Regions from separate parts of the Zea mays genome. Here all the other regions are linked to region 1. A link is a contact called in public Hi-C data. All regions are on one chromosome and are shown on one strand. Each heading gives the region's core, a stretch centred on a gene start, on an enhancer-like site or on the middle of the called end of the contact. The rest is flanking DNA. Distances are from core to core; before and after follow the strand shown. Region 1 holds the start of LOC100192826 (putative RING zinc finger domain superfamily protein). Region 2 holds the start of LOC100192942 (exo70 exocyst complex subunit family protein). Region 3 holds the start of LOC100384210.

Region 1 (2,700 bases), core at 110-2,609:
GTAGTAGTACCGAGCCTGATTATCTTACTTTTCACCAAGCTTTTTATATTAAAAAAATACCTCTCTGTTATTATAAATTTTGGCACTCTTTCTTGCAAAAACGTTAGCTTGTTTGACTGGGAATAAATTCGAATTGTACACTTTTCATATAAGCACAAAATTTAATGCGAACAACGTTTATGTTATGTTTGAATGCACTAGAGCTAACTGTTAGCTACTAAAATTAGAGCTAAACGGAGTCATATTTTGAACTATAGGACTCTAACATAAAAAAAACATGCTCTGACATGGCTTTATTTTACAAAAGAATCATTAATCTATTATAGGGCTCGATATCTCAGGTCCTATATCATTTTATACACTATTTTAACCTTTTATCTCCTAAATAACATTATTTATTTCCTAAAAATTTGATATATGGCTCGATAGTTGGAGTTACAGACGTTCTTGTGGCCCTAAACATTTTAAGTCATGTCCTATTTTAATTTTAAGGACTCAAATATAGAGTTTTTTTTTTGTTGGAGATGCTCTTAGCCGAAGACATTCAAATATTCTAACTAATAGTTAAGCCATTAACTAATTTTAGTATAGTTAGCTAGCTATCTAGCAATTTTTTAGCAGTAGAGCATTCAAACAACACAGCTTTATCCAATACTTTTAAAAGAACTCTGCAACCGTGCTGCCAGGAGATAATGGATATCTCTTTCCATGGCCACAATGAATCACAAGGAATATGATTGTGGATCCCACATAAACCGGCGCCGGGTCCCACACCGTGCTGCTAGTGGATAGGCTCAGCCAGCCACCTGCCGCCTGCGCCACCGGACCCCTCTTTTTCTGCGTGTCATCTGAGCCCTACCCCAAGCCGTCCATCGACCCTTTATCACCATCCGTCCGTCATCAATCTATCCACACTATTATTCTCTCTTTTTCATTCTCTCTCTCTCTCATTCTGCTCCAGAACCTTTCTCGTCTGCAACATTTTGTGTTCCAGATTTTAATAAACAATCCAAATCATATAAATAAATTATTCGTATAGGCTTTTCACTTACAATATATTTTTTGTCATTTTTTTGTCTTAAAACAATTTAACAATTGGGCAAGAGTGGAAATTTGGAGACAGCAGAACGGCACCATAACTGCTCCTAATCTAAGCACCATGAGTGCCCTCTATCAGTGTAGGCTTTTTTTTCCTCAGCCTTTGTCTCCTTCCCTCCCCCAAACTTTATTCCAAAGCTTTTGCACTTCTTGTCAAGCAAACCAAGCAAAAACAATTTGCAAGTTGCCAAGACATCTCCTGCACTCCTTGCTTATATAAAAACCCAAGGGGACGCAGGAGGGACAAAGGGCCCCCCTTTCACAGTTTCCCTCCCCCAAAACTACTTTCCCACAAACCCAGACCAGAGCAGCTTGCGTCTATCGTTTCTTTTCTTGTTGGCCTTCTCCTTGCCTTGCTTTTGCTTGCTCGTTGCTTCTTGAGCTCGAGCCCGCCCCTTCTGCGCCTTGCCCAAGTCTCTGTGTGTTTTTTATAGGCTTGAGAGCTTGGAATAGCGGGGGGTGGAGGAAGCGGAAGAGGAGCTTCGTTTTGTGTTCTAGAGGGAGTCATGTTCCATGGCGGCAGGCCTCTGTCCCTCCGGGGGTCTCTCAAGGCGCTTGAAGCTGATATCCACCATGCCAACACCCTGTAAGTCCTCTCCTCCCTTTTAATTTGCCCTGTATTTCCTACTCTCTTGATTCTCGGCGTTCTCCTTTGCTACCTGATTTTTCTTTGGAAAAGCTGTAGAGTAGGGAAAAGTTTGCCCTTTCGTTTTCCGTCCCCGATTGTATTCGGCTCGTGTTCTATGCGTTTACTGATGAATATAGGTAAAATCCCCTCTCTCTTCTCCAGGGCGCATGCTATACACAGGGCGTATGGGGGTGCCTGCGTGCAGATGAGGCTGTCCTACAGCTCCATGGCTCCAATCTTTCTCAACCTTATCCAATGGATGGACTGCAGCTGCTCCCTGTCATACACGCTCCCTAGCTACCTTGGCCTGCTCGAGGTTCTCGTCTACAAGGTACCGACGAATAGCACTTGCCGAGAGAGTTTGCTGAATCCACGACGAACTGACTGGTATCTCCTGAGGCTTTGAATGTTGACACGGTCTTGGTGGTTGAACACGCAGGTTTATGTCGATGAAGATGCCTCCATATCCACCATAGAAAGGAGGGCGAGCCTGAAGGAATTCTACAGTATGCTTACTATCCACCATAGAAACTAGTGATTAAGAAGCTTTTTTTTTCTGTTCAAGATTTTTTTTTGTTGATGCTGCTGCTGCTGCTGCAGCAGTGGTTTAATATAGTTTTGGGACCCCATGGAATGCAGCTATCATATACCCTTTCTTGCAACAACTGGAGGACAACTTGATGGACAAGGACTGCAAGGACAAAGGGTGGTCTGCTGCTGCCGCCGCCGGCGGCGGCGGCGGTCGGAAGCTTGTTGCCGAAGATGACAGGGAGGATGAGTGTGGCATTTGCCTGGAGACCTGCACCAAGATGGTCCTTCCGAATTGCAACCATGCCATGTGCATCAACTGTTACCGAGACTGGTATTGCTCCCTGTCGCTCTTGCTTATCCGTTTGGGGGGTGTATTATTTAAGCAACAATATATCTGACTGAGCCTGGATCGTTATCAGTTAGGGCCCCGATATCACACGCCA
Region 2 (2,700 bases), core at 61-2,560, 130 kb before region 1:
GCCCCTTGCTCCAAAAATTTAAGGCTAACCACCATACCGCACGTACCTTAATGTTTAGAAATAAACAATAATTATATTTGAATAAGTATCCCAATACATATTTATATGATATATAAAAACCGTAGCAAAGCACGAGCAACTGTCTAGTGTGAGTTTGAAGCTAAGAACCATGGTTTGAATTCTCGTATGTGCATAGCTTTAGCTTTTTTTACTATTTAAATGTGCGGGAGAACGAAACAATTCTCCATTTCTTTTCCAAAATGGTGTAAACACGAGAGATATGAAACGACAGTGGATGATCTTTTTTCTTACTGTTATTATTCATGATGAGAGGATACATATCTATTATATAGAAAATTAGAGCTCCTCATAGATACATTTGGCATTGTTCCATACAACCTCTCATAGGGTTTATTAACACTTCCTTTTAGATGAATGTTATGACTAACTCATGCCTCGCCAAACTCAAATAGAGAGTTAAATAGAGAGTAAAAAAATAAAGAGTATCTTGGAGACGCTCTAACTACTAGCTCTAACACATTCAAACAGCCTCTAAGTCTAAATTTAATTAACTTATCTATTTGGATGTCTCTAGCTAATTTAGTAATTAGCTCTAACACATTCAAACCGTCTCTAAGTCTAAATTTAATACTCATAATTGATATTTATATATTTGACGTGACAATAGTTAGGAACTAGAATTATAAGTCGTGAGTTGAGAACGCCTCCCTGGGTGGGGCTGAGTTGAACGAACGGTTAACTAATCTGACCTAATTTGTATGTTCTAGTATTGATCTAAATCTGTATGTATTGAGGTGGATTGGAGCAGATTGTCTGCGTTTGTCATGCGTCTGGTTAATTAGGGCAAAGCCGACAACCTCGACTTCAAATCCAATCAGCCTGAACACGGCGGGGGATCTTCAAATCCAATCAGCCTGAACACGGCGGGGATGAGCCGGGACGCGAGGCGATCTTTAAAAAAAAATAAGGTGGTGTTTGGCTCACCCAAAACATAACGTAAATAGATTATATAGGGTAACAGATAATAATACTTTTATTTGGTTAAATTCATTCAAATATACTAGATACTACTATTCAATATAATTATAACTTGTAACCATTATCCGCGCCAAGAGATCTCATCCGAACTAAACAGCACATGCGGAGTTGACACCGGGGGCAGGGAGAGTCAAGTTCGGTGTTGTTACCTACTTTTTGGTGTCTACCTCCGTCCGTCTGCACTAGGCGACCTGAAAACTCAGTAATGCTAGTTAACCTCTCCAGTATCTCCTTCTCGGATATTGAATCACACACGGCAACGCCGCAACGCGCAGCGGACTCGGGTCCTCGCACTCGCAATCAAGCATGGGGGCCGCCGTTGGGAAGCCAGCTTTCGGTGTCGCCGTCGCGCCGAAGACGCAGGCGGAGGAGCGGCTCGCCCTCGCGGAGCACGCCCTGCTCCAGTGGACTCGCTCACCCGGCGCCGACTCGGGCATCTGGGACGCCGGGGCGAGCTACACCAACAGAGGCCTCCTGGCGGCGGTCGACGAGGTGCTCCTCCTGGCGGCGGAGAACCCTTTCCCGCTCCCGGAGGCCGCCTCCGCGCGCCGCCGCCTGGACAGCGCCGTCGGCGCCGCCGCGTCGCGCATGGTGGAGGAGTTCCTGCGCGTCAGGGTCTGGAACGCCTCCCTGCTGCGCGGCGCCGTCCACAGGCTCTCGCTCGCCTCCACTAACCAATCACGGCTGATCTTCCCCAGCGCCCGCGAAAGGAACAGCTCGGCGGGCACCGGCGGGGTGGTCGACGCGTCCGACGGGAGCCGGTCGAGGGCGAGCTCGAGCGTGCCTCACGAGGTCGCGGCCCTCTTGGACACCGAGGTCTGGGACGACCTCGATCTCATCTGCCCCGCAGGCGTGTCCGTCCTTCACGAGATCGCGCTTCGGGTCGTTCGTGCCGGATGCACCGAGGTACTCTTCCGGGCGTTCGCCAACGCTCCCTGCGATGTGCTAGACAGGTAACTTCGACGCTTCTGGTTTCTCTGGCTTCCTGCTGGTGAATGGATTTCCATGCTCGGATGTGACTGAGTGACGACGATCACGGTGCAGTTTCTTGTCAATTCTTCGGGTCGAATGCTCGCAGCAGACGACTGAGGCCGTGATCAAGCGGTGGACGACGGTGACGGAGATCATAGGGAAGGCCATGGTCGCCATGCGGAGGCAGCTGTACGCGCAGAACCCAGGCGCCTTCGACGGTTTCAGGGACGAATACTTGCTGGCCATCGCGGAGAACCGCATCCTGATCCTGCTCGACTTCGCCAACGGATTCACCAGCATCACGTCGCACGAGAAGCTCGTGTACATGCTCGGCATGTACGAGGCTCTCACCGACGCCGCTCCCAGCCTCCTGCTCCTCCTCAGCGGCGCGCGCAAGGAGGCCATCTCGGAGCGGACACAAGGTATCCTCACGAAACTGGCCGGCGCGGTGAGGATCATGGTCAGCGGCGCCATAGCCAAGATCCAAGGCGACTCACTGTTCCCGCACACGCCGAGCGCCGCAGGTGGCGTCCACCCGCTGACACGCGACGCCATGACCTGCGTCGAGCTGCTGGCGAGGCACCGCACCACGCTCGATCTGATCCTCGCGGGCGCCGACGAGCGCGGCTCCCTCGCCGGCGTCGTCTCGGACCTGATCGCGGGCCTGGA
Region 3 (2,700 bases), core at 44-2,543, 170 kb before region 1:
AACATACCCATAATAAGCAGCAAAAGGCTTCCCTTTCTCTGCTCCGAGTTCCCAAGGAATAATGGGCCCTCGAATAATCTGATCTGCGTCCAAGATTACAACCCAATCAACATTGTCGGCCTCTGGACTATGCTTTAGCCAATGCACTACCCCTGCTGGCTTGTTGATGGCTGGGTACCTTCACACGAAATATGGCGGGATGCCCAATGAGGACATTTTCATTTGAAACAAGGAAGCTCAACTTGAAAAATAGCAAGCCCAACTACTCAACAAAGTGTGGCATTAATTTAGGATCTCTCATCACAATAAAAGTGTAAAACCACAACCGACTGCACACATGTTAAATTGTATCCAAAACCCCTGGCAAATAAAATACCACAACCACAGCACCTAAACCTACAAAGACCATTCATTTGATATGCTGGAGCTTGACAGTTCATTTGGCCATGGATGGACAATTCTATTCCTAACATATAATTTCTATTCACCAAACTGAATCGTTTTTTCCCCCACAGAAATGCTTCCAAATTTCTCGACCGAACGACAATTCCACCTAAAATGCACATTCCATTCCGAAGCAAGACAGCAATTTTCACGAGCAAAACGCCTCCTCTCCTCGTGAAATAGGTCATCGGAATAACCAACACTGTTTGGTTCTTACAATTTGCCGAAGAAAAAAAAACATAGAACAGACGTGGCAGGTGCAGCGACGAGGGGAGTGATAGTCCGTGTATGTGACGGCGAGGGTTACCAGTCGCCGGTGCGTGGGTGGCGGCTGAAGGAGGGGACCTGGAGGGTGTGGCCGATGCGGAGGCCGCGGTAGGACGGGAGCTGGTCCTCCGCGCAGCTGACGAGGCGGGTGACGCCGCCGGGCTGCCGGGCCTTGCGGAGGCTGTGGAGGAGCCCCACCGCCTGCCAGTCGAAGTAGTCGCCGCACTCCACCGAGAACAGAGTGTGCAACCGCCGCCCCTCCCCCACCGCCGCCGCTGCCGCTGCCCTGGCCGGATACAGAAGCAGGAGCGCTGCCACCACCGCGCCGGCGATCCCCGCCGCCATTGCTGGTGGGATGGCGGATCTCGCGCCCGAACGGAGAGCGGATCCCGCCGACCTTCGGTTTCTCCTGGACAACTTTTCGAGCTGGGTTCGTTGTCCGTTTGTGCGCCCTAGTGTCAGAGACTCACCGCACTCATACTACTCTAAATTTCTACTCTAAGAGAAATATTCTATCCCCGTCAGCAGTCATGTTTACTCTATACCACAATCCTCTGCAGTCATGTTTACTCTATATCTCAACTCTATACCAACTATCACATATTATATTATTTTTTTATTTCTCTTTCATTCCACCCAACTACCCAAGCAGTGCATAGGGTTTATGCCGTACTACTCTGCATATGCTGTTCCAGCACTACTACTGGAAAATAGCGTAGCTCAAAAGGTAGGCCACTGCAGCAGGTAGAGTAAACCCTATCTCTGTAGCGTAGCGTGCCGAGTCCTTCAGTGCGGACAGCCTCAGAGTGAGGACTTCAAGAAGTCGCGGCCTTCTCAGAATACGCCAACTGCAGTGGTTCGCGTAAACAATCTTCTAAGGCTGCCCGCAGTGGGGAGCTGGAAAGGCTGCGCTAAAATTTTACAGTGAAGTGGAGGGCTGCAGTGGATCACCCTATACGTTACTCTATTGTCTCTCTCCAACTCTGCGTAAACACCAACCTTTATAATCTCTCTCCTCTCCTCGTTGGCTGGCAGCTGGGTATGGATAGGAGAGAGGTGAAAAATAAATAATAGAATATGTGATAGTTGGTATAGGGTAGAAATTTAAGGTGAATATGAATGCGGAGAATTATAGGATAGAGTAGAGAATCTTGCTGATCAGGATGAAATATTCCTTTTAAGGTAGAAATTTAGGGTTCCATGAGTGCGGACAGCCTAAGGCGTGTGGCGTGTACAGCAGTAGTACTCTAAAAAGCTCGGAAAACGGAAAACAATGTAGCGAAACTCAAACTCGTTAAATCTTCTAAGCTCGCGTAAACAATCTTCTCAGAATATGCGCGCTCTGTTTACCAGTTCAGTTTCGTTGGTTCCTGAGGCAAGAATCGAAGAGCTGAAAAGAATTCAACTGCCGAAATTGCAGTTTGTCATAGCTATCTTGTTTAAGCGATCTTCAGAAGCAGTGTCCTCCTTTGGCATCGCGGACCATCAAAAAGGATCATGAATTCATGGCCGTAAACGCAGAACATCAACCTGTCAAGCTACGCAACCAATCTTGAGATTGGGCTAAACCTCGACGTATCTCCCCTATCAAGCTAACCAAACGATCTTCAGATCGACGTAGAGGATATTAATTTTTGCAGGAGACATTGGACAGGATGAGGTCTGGTTTTGATCGTCAGAGTTACTGATCAGCTGACAGAAAGAGTGCACAAAACAACAAGGACTTGTGCAAACCTGTCAGTTTCAGGTAATTCAGATATGTCATCATGTTTCCAATGTGCAAGCAGCTGATTTTCAGTATCATCACACTCCAATCAAGGTTCTGTCTGCAGTTCTGGCAATAATACCCTGCATTACAACTTGCCTGCCACTCATGGCTTCTATGTCATTCAACATCCATGGGGAGCACCGAGTACCTGTGTGGTCCAATTTAGGTTGAAAAACTAGTATGTAGGCTACAGCCTGTATCATTATCACCTTCACCTATTT

What was found. A called contact is a pair of places that touch in the nucleus more often than the background predicts.
Region 2: a Hi-C map of root tip shows a contact between it and region 1, with 3 times the contacts expected there. The contact joins the promoter of LOC100192942 here to the promoter of LOC100192826 in region 1. A contact is called at or near these places in 15 of 25 Hi-C or Micro-C datasets (bundle sheath, ear, endosperm and 6 more) and 1 of 3 datasets of contacts at active chromatin or transcription factors (leaf).
Region 3: a Hi-C map of ear shows a contact between it and region 1, with 1.8 times the contacts expected there. The contact joins the promoter of LOC100384210 here to the promoter of LOC100192826 in region 1. A contact is called at or near these places in 3 of 25 Hi-C or Micro-C datasets (ear, endosperm and leaf).

The regions. Positions count from the first base shown.
Region 1 is chr3:170,395,081-170,397,780 of Zm-B73-REFERENCE-NAM-5.0, reverse strand. It overlaps LOC100192826 (putative RING zinc finger domain superfamily protein), which reads left to right and starts at 1,359. Exons shown (of 5, transcript NM_001138017.1): 1 at 1,359-1,684; 2 at 1,889-2,057; 3 at 2,166-2,232; 4 at 2,366-2,588. The coding sequence starts at 1,605.
Region 2 is chr3:170,525,969-170,528,668 of Zm-B73-REFERENCE-NAM-5.0, reverse strand. It overlaps LOC100192942 (exo70 exocyst complex subunit family protein), which reads left to right and starts at 1,310. Exons shown (of 2, transcript NM_001138123.1): 1 at 1,310-2,012; 2 at 2,104-2,700. The coding sequence starts at 1,366.
Region 3 is chr3:170,568,766-170,571,465 of Zm-B73-REFERENCE-NAM-5.0, reverse strand. It overlaps LOC100384210, which reads right to left and starts at 1,293. Exons shown (of 8, transcript NM_001322002.1): 1 at 752-1,293; 2 at 8-178. The coding sequence starts at 1,056.